3 separate regions of the Mus musculus genome follow, and regions 2 and 3 are each linked to region 1. The links are chromatin contacts, called in public ChIA-PET and HiChIP or PLAC-seq maps. All regions are on one chromosome and are shown on one strand. The core of a region is the stretch at or near the end of the contact, and the rest is flanking DNA. Distances in the headings are between cores, read along the strand shown.

The links. ChIA-PET counts read pairs in DNA pulled down with a chosen protein or histone mark. HiChIP or PLAC-seq counts read pairs in DNA pulled down with a chosen protein or histone mark.
Region 2: a contact with region 1 is called in an H3K27ac HiChIP or PLAC-seq map of embryonic stem cells, with 3 times the contacts expected there. The contact joins the promoter of Smo here to the promoter of Smkr-ps in region 1. A contact is called at or near these places in 1 of 115 datasets of contacts at active chromatin or transcription factors (embryonic stem cells) and 1 of 9 other capture datasets (adipose tissue).
Region 3: an RNA polymerase II ChIA-PET map of memory CD8 T cells shows a contact between it and region 1, with 11 read pairs. The contact joins the enhancer-like site here to the promoter of Smkr-ps in region 1. A contact is called at or near these places in 1 of 39 promoter capture datasets (embryonic stem cells), 7 of 484 Hi-C or Micro-C datasets (embryonic stem cells and muscle stem cells), 5 of 115 datasets of contacts at active chromatin or transcription factors (effector CD8 T cells, embryonic stem cells, memory CD8 T cells and 1 more) and 1 of 9 other capture datasets (embryonic stem cells).

Annotation. Positions count from the first base shown.
Region 1 is chr6:29,983,785-29,987,372 of GRCm38.p6, reverse strand. It overlaps Smkr-ps (smal lysine rich protein 1, pseudogene), which reads right to left and starts at 2,044. Exons shown (of 2, transcript NR_040264.1): 1 at 1,907-2,044.
Region 2 is chr6:29,733,966-29,737,274 of GRCm38.p6, reverse strand. Smo (smoothened, frizzled class receptor) reads right to left here and starts at 1,778. Exons shown (of 12, transcript NM_176996.4): 1 at 922-1,778. The coding sequence starts at 1,264.
Region 3 is chr6:30,224,908-30,228,692 of GRCm38.p6, reverse strand. The region is part of intron 5 of Ube2h (ubiquitin-conjugating enzyme E2H); the gene reads left to right. Among named protein-coding and RNA genes, the nearest start is that of Gm31221, 49 kb to the right of the region's middle. Within about 2 kb of position 1,507, at least 48 of the 459 cell types and tissues checked have an H3K27ac peak or open chromatin away from gene starts, as enhancers often do. A contact at or near this core is called in effector CD8 T cells and memory CD8 T cells, where this site is marked.

The DNA.
Region 1 (3,588 bases), core at 795-3,294:
CCACCTCCCTAAATAGTGCTCCAACTGGGGACCAAGGGTTCAAATATCTGTGTCTATGGAGGATAGTCTCATTAAAACCATTCCAACTACTTAATAGTGATTAATAATTAATAGTAACTGAGAGGAACCCAGAGGGTTGGTTTGTGAGTTTACCACTGAATTCCTTAGCCTAAACTATTATTTGGCACACCGAATGGATGAACCATTTGCTAAATGAATAATGAATTACAATCAGATGGGTGTGTTGGTTCAAATATGAAATGTCTCTAACAGGTTCACATGTTGATTGTTTATTCCCAAGAGGGCCTTGAGGAGACTTTAGGGGGGTAGAACTAGGTAGCAGAAGTAGGTCTTTAGGGGTGGGTCTCACCTGGCCCTACCCTCTTTGCTTTCTGACCTTCCCTGTTGGACTCTCCGCTGCCCTAAGCTCTGCCTTCTCCACTACGTGAGACGGAAACCTGAGTGTGACCCCGAATAAGCCCTCCTTCTCTTGAACTGTTGTTTCAGGTGTTTGGTCATAGCCACCTGAAGAAATAAATACAGACACTTTGCGGTTGGAGAGGCTATGCAAAGATAAAGGGACCAACCAAGATCAGAGTGGCTGTCCACAAGCAAATGGGGAGTAGGGCAGGGTGGGATGGAAAGGGGGAGGGGCGATCAGGTCTGGAAAGCAAGTGAAGAGCAGCTTTGGCCTTCAGCCTCTGTAAACTAACAAGCTGGACATTTATACAAAGAGCCGGAAGAAGCCGTTAGTTTCGAGGGCTTTGTAAGTTATTCTTCATTTTCCTGGATCCGGAAAAAGAAGAGCAGTAGAGTAGAAGCCGAGAAACAAGTCAGGAGATGGCACCTTTACTTAATACTATACTTAGTTCCAGAAGAAAACATTAGAACCGCAGGCTTACTAAACACATCCCAAACTGCAGGCTAAAGGAAAGCAAGACAGGCAGGACACCTCAAGCGTGGTGCAAAGGGCTGTGGGTACTTACAGGACAGGAGGGACCAGGAGGTATTTCTACTCTAGGAGATAAAAAGACTAGTAGCAGCCATAGGGCAGGTGCAAGGAGAGCAACATCCGTCTAGTTCGGGGAAGACTTTTCCTTAAGCAGAGATGGTAATACCATAATTGTGCAAGAAGTTGAGGCCCCTTTACCCAGTGCATGCTTAGCAGCAAGTTCAACAGTGAAGAGAACAGCGTGTCCCTGAGGGCTGCGGACAGGGGCAACAAAACCACAGCCACTCTAGAAAGAAAAATGAGGCTGGGAAGGACGGCACCGGCAGGAGGAGGGTTAGGGTAGGGTGGGGTTAGATGCAGTGTGGACACCTCTCCCTCCTCCCAAGGCCAACCTTACTTTATTACATGTAAAGAATTCCACCATACATCTCAGGGCAGCCTGAACAGTCCCTTATTGGCGTGTACTTAGTTTGGGGGGATCCAAACCTCGTTGCTGATCTTCCTCTATTTCCCAAACGCCAAAGCATCTTCTAGGAGTGAAAAAAGTTACCCCACAGAACCAAGGGACTAAAACCAGTTTCACAGAAAGGGTACAGCCTGAATCTGCTGCTGCTGTCCATCAGATGCAGGTCATCTTAAGTCCATCTTAAGTCCGTCTCAGAATGAGCCCTCCTACTATACGCTGGGTTGAACTGTACCGGTGGGGACGACAAAAGACCTAGGTCTCAAAGGCTTACTGGGGCTATGGCGAGCGCTTGCGAACCTCCCACTTTAAGATGGGTATTTCCGTGGTCATTTCTATCTCAGCTGAGGTGATTGTGACACCAGTCCCCAGTCTCGAAATTCAGGCCCCACATTTCTTCCCCATACCCCCCACCTCTACTCCCCCACCCCGGCGTCGCAGTCTTCCGGCCCCGATCCTGGTGCTTCCCTAGCCTCCGCGAGCGCTCTCACCGGCGTTGTGCCGCCTGCCCCGGCCGTGGCCGCACCTCCAATTGGGCGCCTTCGCGGTGTGCGGAGGCGCAGATGCTGGTAAGCAAGGCTCGGCTCACTCCACTCGGGGCGGCACCCGGACAGCTCGCTTTCGAGTGCACAAACCCCGCGGAACCTCGAACTGTTTATTTGTTGCTAGGGCACCGGGGCGGGGCATGCCGCACTGGGCGGAGCCCTTGTGAGCTCAGTTTGTGTGTTCCGATTCGGTTTACGCGGAGGTGACGATGATTAAGAACTCAAACTGGGAGCAAAGTTGCAAAGTTTTGTCTCCGGCAGTGCGATTGGGCGGGGCATGAGGGGAAGGGGCGGGCCGCCAAGATCAGCAGTTTTGTCTTTGGGAAGGAAAGGCTAGAGAGAGTGTAAGCTAAATCAGTCTCTTGAAATCTTCAGAAACTCTTTCACTTCTTCTGATAAACAAGAATAAGGTCTCTGAGGGTCGAGGTGAGAATAACAGAAGAAATGTCTGTAAGAGTCTAGTACAGGCCTCAGGAGAGGAAAGTGGGCAGGGTTCGTACATTATGGGTGGGATTAGCTTCTAACCTTGTGAGTCCATCCTTTTCTCCCAGAAAGGGAATGCGTTTGGGGGCATAACTCCAATTGTTTTTTTTTTATTTTTTTTATTTTTTTAGAACTTGCCATTCCATTTTATTCAGTAAGCGGATATTGTATATCTGTCGCGTGCCTGACTCCCGCTTGCCATGGGAATTCAGTGCCCAATATGAGCCAAGGTTCTTGAACTAAAAAGGTTGGAGGAGGAAGATGGGAACACAGCAAAGAGGAAGGGTATGAATTGCAAGCGCTGGCCACAGTTAAAAGTGATAGGTGCAGAGTTGGCTCAGTGGTAAAGAGCACTTGCTTTTGCAGAGGACCCAGGTTGGGCTCTCAGCACCCACAGGGCTGTTCACAACCATCCAGTCCCAGGGATCCAGCGCCCTCTTCTGACCTCCACAGGCACCAGGCAGCTCACTATACAGTGCACTGATACACATGCAGACAAAACACTCACCACACAAAAAAATAAAAACAAATAAACGTTACAAAACAAAACAAACAAAAAAACCCAAACGACCAGGAACAGTCCAAATCATGGGCCGGATATGGTAAACCCAGGGCAGGAGGCAGGTGAACCAAGAAGCAGGTTAAAATCCTGAAAAGACCTTACATGCTATAGTAGGTTTTGCTAGCTTTTCTCCAGCCTGGTTAGTGAAATGACTTTCAAAATCAAGTCTTTATGTCCTTTGGAGTTTTCACTGACAAGACTGTGTTTTGTCTGGCAATTTTATCATGATTTATATATCCCTTGATATGGCAAACTCTGTGTTTTCTCCTTTGTGGACTGGCTTCTAATCCAAGGATTGGGAGTGAGCCCCTTTCCCTGCCTGTATCTCAATGTTTTGTTTTGCTTTGTTTTGTTTGCAGCTTTCCAAGGTTAATCTCTACTGGGATCATTTCAAAATTTGTTCCTTTTTTTTTTTCCTGATCAACAACTTGTGATGGTGGTACCATGGTGAAGTGGGTTCTTGACTACATACAAGGTTTAGAAGACTTCATTGCGTTGGGAGTGACAATGGGGTGTTTTGAATGATAACAGTCCCCACAGGCACATATATATGAATATTTGGTCCCTGGTTGGTGGAACTGTT
Region 2 (3,309 bases), core at 529-3,028, 250 kb after region 1:
ACAGCTTTTACATCACACCGAAGTGGGGGTTCGGGGTGGGGAAGAGGGATGGGAAAATGACAAGGACTGTCCCCTCCCCAGCACCCTACAGGCTCTCAGTCCAACTGGGTGACAGGCAGAGAGATAAACCATCCTAAATAGCCTAGGAAGGACTTGTTTGATGTAGTCTGCTGTTTTCAGGCTCTGTCACAATCCTACCCCAAGGAAAGGACTTTCTGCCACTCTGGACGGTGCCCACAGGCTCTCAACACCCCAGACTTAATGTTCCTCCACAGCATACACTGGCGTGAGGCTTCACATTTCCACAGAGCCACAAACAACTGTTTAAATCGTCTCCCTCCTTCTTAACCCGAGTGGATCAGAGCTTCCATTTTTCAGATAAGGAAACTTAAACGGGTAAAAACAAGACAAAAATCATTGGTTCCCTGGGCTGATCTAAATCAAGATTACCAGGTGGTTCGTTTGGCTTTTTAGTTACTACAAGGAGGCATTTTTTTTTTCCTTCTCAGAATGTACAAGTTTTCCTCGCCCCTTCCCTCCAAATCCTTAAATGTCTTCCACCTTCATCCTCTCTTTCTTCTCTACAACTCAGATTGCCTCAAGGTCTGAACACTGCCCAGAATCCCCATGGACTGTTGCTTCACGAATACATCTCTTCTCCCTCCTTGCATCCCCCTAACCCCATCCTTACTCGGGCTCTTTGTGACCGACTGGCTTCCCTGGTCTCTTGCCCCGACCCCTTCTCCAACACGCAGAGTCTCCTTCCCGCACGCAACCTGTCCCAAAAGTTCCGGACTCGTTTCTCCAACTATTCCGGGTGCAAGCCGCGCCCGCCCAACAGTTTGAGGCCTGAGCCTTTTCTTTCCGTCAGTGGCCGGTCCCATCACCTCCGCGTCGCAATCCCGACTCCCGCGCGCTTACCGGACCAGAGCACGAGCTTGCCGTGCGCTTCCTCCTGCGAGTCCGAGTCCCCAGCCAGCAGCGTGGTGGTGGCTCCGTAGGGCAGCGCCGAGCCCAGGCACACGTTGTAGCGCAAAGGCTCGCAGTGGGCGGCCCGGCCGCAGTGGCTCAGCAGCGGCGGCGGAGGGCTGGTCACCGGCACGTCCCTCCTCGAGCTCCCGCTGGCGCTGTGAGGCCCAGGCCCGGTCACGTTCCCGCTCAAGGCCGCCCCCCGGCCCGGGCCCCCCAGCAGTACCAGCAGCAGCAACTGCAGCAGCCTCCGGGGCGCCAGCTCGGGCCCACGCACGGGGCGGCCAGCGGCCATGGCCAAACAGCCAACTCAGCAAAAGCTGAGGCGCCCCGGAGCTCCCCGGAGTCCCCTGGCCACACACACGACCCCGGGGGCCGCGGAGGCTACTTAGGCGACCGGTGCGCCCCGAAAGTCTGGGGCCAGCTTTCGCCAGGCGCCGCGCGCGTCCGGGCCCCTCGACTCCCAACTTTGCAAACTTTGGAACCCGGGCCCCATGTTGAGCAGCGCAGGCCCGGGCCAGGATGCACAGACCCCGGACTCCCTGGCCTGGAGATCGAAGCTGTCTTCAACCCTGGGAACCCTCCGGGGCCCCGATCTCCAGCCCCATTCCCTCTCCCACCATTAAAACCGACTCCCAGCCCCTCGATGGAGGCCAGGCGCCGGCCGGGGGGGGGGGGGGGGTGCGGGAGTGGGTCCCCGGCTCCGCCCCCACGCCAGCCCGCGGCCCAGCAGCCACCTCCGCGCGAGCGCGCCGCAGCCCCCTGAGCTCTCCCTGCCGACTACCGGGCTCCTTTGTTGCTCTAGCTGGCCCTGCTCTCTGGAATGCACGGGCCTCGCGGAGCCAAGCCCGGCCCCCCCATCCGCGGAGGCTGGGGGAGGGCCCGAGCGAAGAAAAGCAAGGGGAGAGTCAGACGCTGGAGAGGAGGAGCCCCAGCTTTGGCGGCCTAAATGCCCGAAGGGGCTGGGGTGGGGGTATTCGGGAACCTTCACCCTACAGAAGACCCTCGCGGGGGGGGGGGGGGGGGGGGATGCGTGCAAGTTGTGTCCCAGAGGCACTTGACTGAATCTTTAGTTGGTCCTAAGGTTGTTTGACGTGACTTTTAGGAGAGGACATTTCTCTCAGTTTAGGGTGGCAGGGGGATGCCTAAAGCAGGCAAGAGTTTTCACTCCATTCCTGCCCAATTCCCCAGCCCTACCAATCTTTTCTTGCTTTTTGTTAGTTAGATCTTTCTCAACTTTACCTAGAACCCTGGTGGAGAAGAACCGGAGTTTGGGGGTTTTGCTTCTTTAAATTCTTCCTGCTCGAGATATATATGGGGAAATAACCTCGGAGTCACTCAGAGTAGCTGCTGTTACCTGTGGGGACAGATGTCTATCCTGAGAACATGTCAACACCAAGCCTTTATCGCTCAGGTATGTCAGGGCTGGATGGACTGTGATTTCCATCAACTGTCCCTGATGCACCTTCGGGTTTGTCCGCAGGAAACTAGTCCATCTTGGATGAATACCTGTGGCCCAGCTGCCTCATGAAGTTTCTGTCGTTCCCTTCTCCACTCAGTTCTTCTTTCTTTCTCTCTTTCTTTCTTTCTTTCTTTCTTTCTTTCTTTCTTTCTTTCTTTCTTCCTTCCTTCCTTCCTTCCTTCCTTCCTTCCGTCAGTTCTTTCTTTCTTGCAGCTTCTTTAAGTCACAGCTCCCCTAAGCAAGTCTCCCTCAACGGCTAGGAGACTGGACTGAATGAACCTTGAGTAACTTTTCCTTGTTGACGGACAACTCAATAGCATAGCTTTTCATTTCTTGTTTCTGTAAGAATAGCTCACAGTCAGCCAGATATAGATCGTTTCTGTTATCTCTGTTGTTTAAGAGCAAATTGACTCCTACACTTCAGATACATGCTTAATTGGTACCCAAGTCTCCAGAACTATGTGAGGAATCTAATTCAATTTGGGGGCTCATTTTGTGTTTTAATTTTATTCTTGTTGGTGTGATAAAATATCCTGACATAGCAACTATAAGGCTAAAAGGATGTATTCTGGACTCACAATTCTAGGTCATAGTCCATCATTGTGGAAAACCTTAGACAGGGACCTTAGCTGGTTGCATCCACAATCAAGAGCAGAGAGAAATGAATACATGCATGCTTACTGGTACTCAGCACCTTCTCTGTACTTAACACAGTCCCGGATCCCCTGTCTTGGGAATGGTGCTGCCCATCACAGGCAGACCTGCCTATATCACTTAGTGTAATCAAGACAACCACCCACAGACACACCAACAGGCTGGCTTCATCTAGAGATCCTGCATGGAGATTCTCTTCCCGGAGGATTCTAGATTGTATCAAG
Region 3 (3,785 bases), core at 258-2,757, 240 kb before region 1:
ATTTCTTATAGCCAAAGCAGCTTATAAAAGAAAGCATTTAATTGGGACTTGCTCCAGTTTCTGAGGATGAGTCCATTCCTCTCATGGTAGTAGGCGTGGCCTGGAACCACAGTGTGGAGCTTACTGAGCCACTGACTCCTCCCCTCGCCTCTATGCAGGTGGTAGGCAGGCAGAGAGGGAGGCAAGCCCTCCTCCAGACACACCTTCTAATGCTTCCTAAACTGCCCACCGCTAGGAACCATAGTCATTCCAACCACCAGCGGCCAAGGACAAGGGTGCTCAGTGAAACCCTTCCTTCTTCAGAAGGGAATGGATTTTCACAAAACTAATTTTATGCATGTCAAATCTAATAAAACTAGAAATATGAAGGAACTATATCAAAGATTTTATAGTTATCAGCATATCTATTGCTTTAATATTATAAGACAGTGGGCTTCCAGAGTGTATATACAAAGCTAATTCTTTGGGGGAGATAGGTGAAACAAAGTCTTACTTTGTAGCCTTGACTTGTTTGGAACTCAACTATATAGACCAGGCTGACCTCAAACTCTGCTTCTGAACGCTGGGATTGTGCTACCACATGTGGCTTGCAAGCTAATGCTTACATTACAAATACTCTGAAATCACAGTAAGTTTGTTTGGTGCACGCACAGCCGGAGGATGGACAGTAGGACAAACTGGGGGTGGGCGGCGGGTCCTGAGAGTGTAGACAGGGCTCTTGGGAGGTCAGACTACAACCTCAGATGCTGTTTCTCAGATACCTTGAACTGTTTGTTTGAGACAGGGCTTCTCAGTGGTATAGAATATCACCAATTGGCAAAGCTAGTTGTCTGTCAAGCTCCAGGGACCTGCCCAGCTCTGCAGTTATCTCCCCAGCACTGGGATGACAAGTGTGTGCCCCTGGCTTTTTCATGAATTCTGAGGATTCAAACTCCCAGGTCTTAATGCTTAAGAGGCAAGCATCCCCCTTACTGAGCCAGCCTTCACAATAATTCTGAAAAGCAAAGAATTTGCAAGTAAAAGTCCCTGTAATGATGGCTAATTGTGGTTTCAAATTCCTAGAGGTCCCACTGCCTCCGGGCCAGAGCCAGGAGCTCTGGTGCCCAGAAGCTGATGATCTGCACCCGGGACTGCTGTGCACTCCCCATTACAGGTGTGCCTCAGCACGTCTGTAACAGTGGGTCAGCAGTGATGAAACCGGAAGGAAGAACCAATGTTCAAGGGTTCTTTTATTGTTTGAAGCAAGCACATTGACAGAGGTACTTAAAAGTAGTAGAAAAGTTTATTAGATCTTTTTCTAGAATACGAGCACTCCCCTGGTTATGTAATAGGCAGTCTACAGTGTTTCTCTAGCCCCAAAGCCCTTCTGAGTGTCAGAGAACAAAACCTATACTTTATTTTTAAAAGGTTTTTGTTGTTGTTGGGTGGGAACAGTCAGTAGTAATCTTTGTCAGCAGCACCTGTCATAAACCACATGAGCAGCGTGAGCTGTTTCCTCCCTGGGGACTTGACAAGAAGCAAAAAGTAGCCGCAGAGTCAGTGTGGACCTTTTAGTGTTTAATGCCCACTCTGCTAGAAAGGGAAGCTGCAGAGAGACAGCCTGTCCCTGGGCACAGCATGGTAAATAAGCTCAGCAATAGGTAACCTCTGTAGGCCTCTGGGTTTTTGAGGTTTTTGGTTTTTTTTTTTTTTTTAAGATATATTTATTTTATGTATGTGAGTACACTACCACTCTCTTAAGACATACCAGAAGAGGGCATCAGATCCCATTACAGACACTTTTGCTATCTAGGAATAACTTGCTTTGCCCCACTGAAACTACAATTAGCCATCATTTCAGGGACTTGTACTTGCAAATTCTCTACTTTTCAGATGTTAAATCATGCACCACCATGTAACTGCAGGGAATTGAACTCAGGACCTCTGGAAAAGCAGTCAGTGTTTTTAACCACTGAGCCATCTCTCCAGCCCTGAGCTTCCATTTCTTTATGTGTGGATGGACTTGGTGGTAACCACCTCTGGTTGAAGTGAAGCGCTCAGCAAAGCTCAAAGTGTGTCTGGCCAAACTGGACATGGTGGCCCATGCCTATAATTCCAGCCTGTTGGGGGCAAGAAGGGTGAGGCAGAAGGATCAAGAATTTGAAGCCATGGCTGGCGAGATGGCTCAGCGAGTAAGAGCGCTGACTGCTCTTCTGAAGGTTCTGGGCTTAAATCCCAGCAACCACATGGTGGCTCACAACCACCCATAATGAGGTCTGACACCCTCTTCTGGTGTGTCTAAAGACAGCTACAGTGGACAGTAGACAAGAGCAAGTAGAGTTGGCCTGGTGAGCCGAGACGACCGGGAGAAGCAGGGGTCCTAAAAATTCAGTTCCCAGCAAACACATGAAGGCTCACAACCATCTGTACAGCTACAGTGTACTCACACGAGAGGGGGGCGGGGGAGGGAGAGAGAGAATGAATGAATGAATTTGAGATTTGAGGCCGGCTTGGAGTACACAGCAAGATTTTGGCTTGTGGCTCCTGGGATGTGTTAGTGGGACACTGCTGTTACTATCTTACCTCTTAATTAGAACTGTTGCTAATTCCCCCTGCTTTGGCTTATGGTTTGCACAACTATTTCTATTCTTCATCTTGTACGTGTAGGTGAGTATGTGTAAGTTCAAGTGCCCTGAGGGGCGCTTCATCCCCTGAGCTGGAGTAACAGACAGATATGAGCCGCCTGATGTTGGTGCGTCTGGTTGAACTCCGGTCCTCTGCAAGAACCCTTGACCACTAAGCCACCCTTTCTCCTCGTAATGTAGTCACTGTTTGCCATTTTTAACCCATTGTCTGTCTGGGGTTTTGTTTGTTTTTATTTTGTTTTAGTTTTTTTGAAACAGTCTTCTGTGTAGTCTTGGCTTCCTGGAACTCAGTTCCAGTGCTTGCCTCAAACTCATAGAGATCCCCCTGCCTCTGTGTTCGCAGTGCTGAGATCAAAAGCGTGTATGACTATGCACAGTGCCTAACCCATTGTCATACTTGATTCATTCTCCCCAGAATTAAATTGGGAAAGCAAAGAAAAAGCAATATTTTTTTGTTGTTGTTCTTGGTTTTTTTGGTCTTTGGTTTGGGTTATTGCTGTTGTTGTTGTTGTTGTTCTTGGCTGGGAAATAGGTCTCATTGCATAATCCAGCTGTCTCATACTCGAGCATCCTTGCGTCCGTCCGCATCCCATGTGCCGAGATTACAGAAGTGTACCAGTAAGTCCTGGCCTACTTCCCATGTTTTATTAGATATACCACCCAAGTGCTAGGCTCACAGGTGTGTGGTGACGATGCACCGCGTCAGGTATGGGGTGCTAGGGGTCAAACCCACAGTTTAGTGCATGCTAGGCAAACACAAATTGAGCCACCTTCCCAGACCCTTGACATGCCTTAAAGATACTGTTAGCTGGGCTTGGTGCTCACACCTGGAAAGACCAAGGGAGGAGAATCAACACTAGTCTGAGGAATATGTTGCTTCTAGATTTTAAAAATTATAAATGAGGAAATTGTTAAGAGAAATTGTTTTGTTTGCCTTTTTGTTAAAACATTTAGCACTGGGGTCCTGATATGGTACTTCACTGTAATTTAGTCCCATGGGACTGTTCTGAAGATGGCCTTTTAAAAGCCCAGGTGGAAACCTCACATTCTGGAGGGAAGTACTCAGTGGAAGGACAGACAGACAGCCACCCAGGGACTCTGGTGCAGGATCTACTGCCCACATTGCAGTGCTCAGATCAGGCTTTAGTAGACGGAACAGCT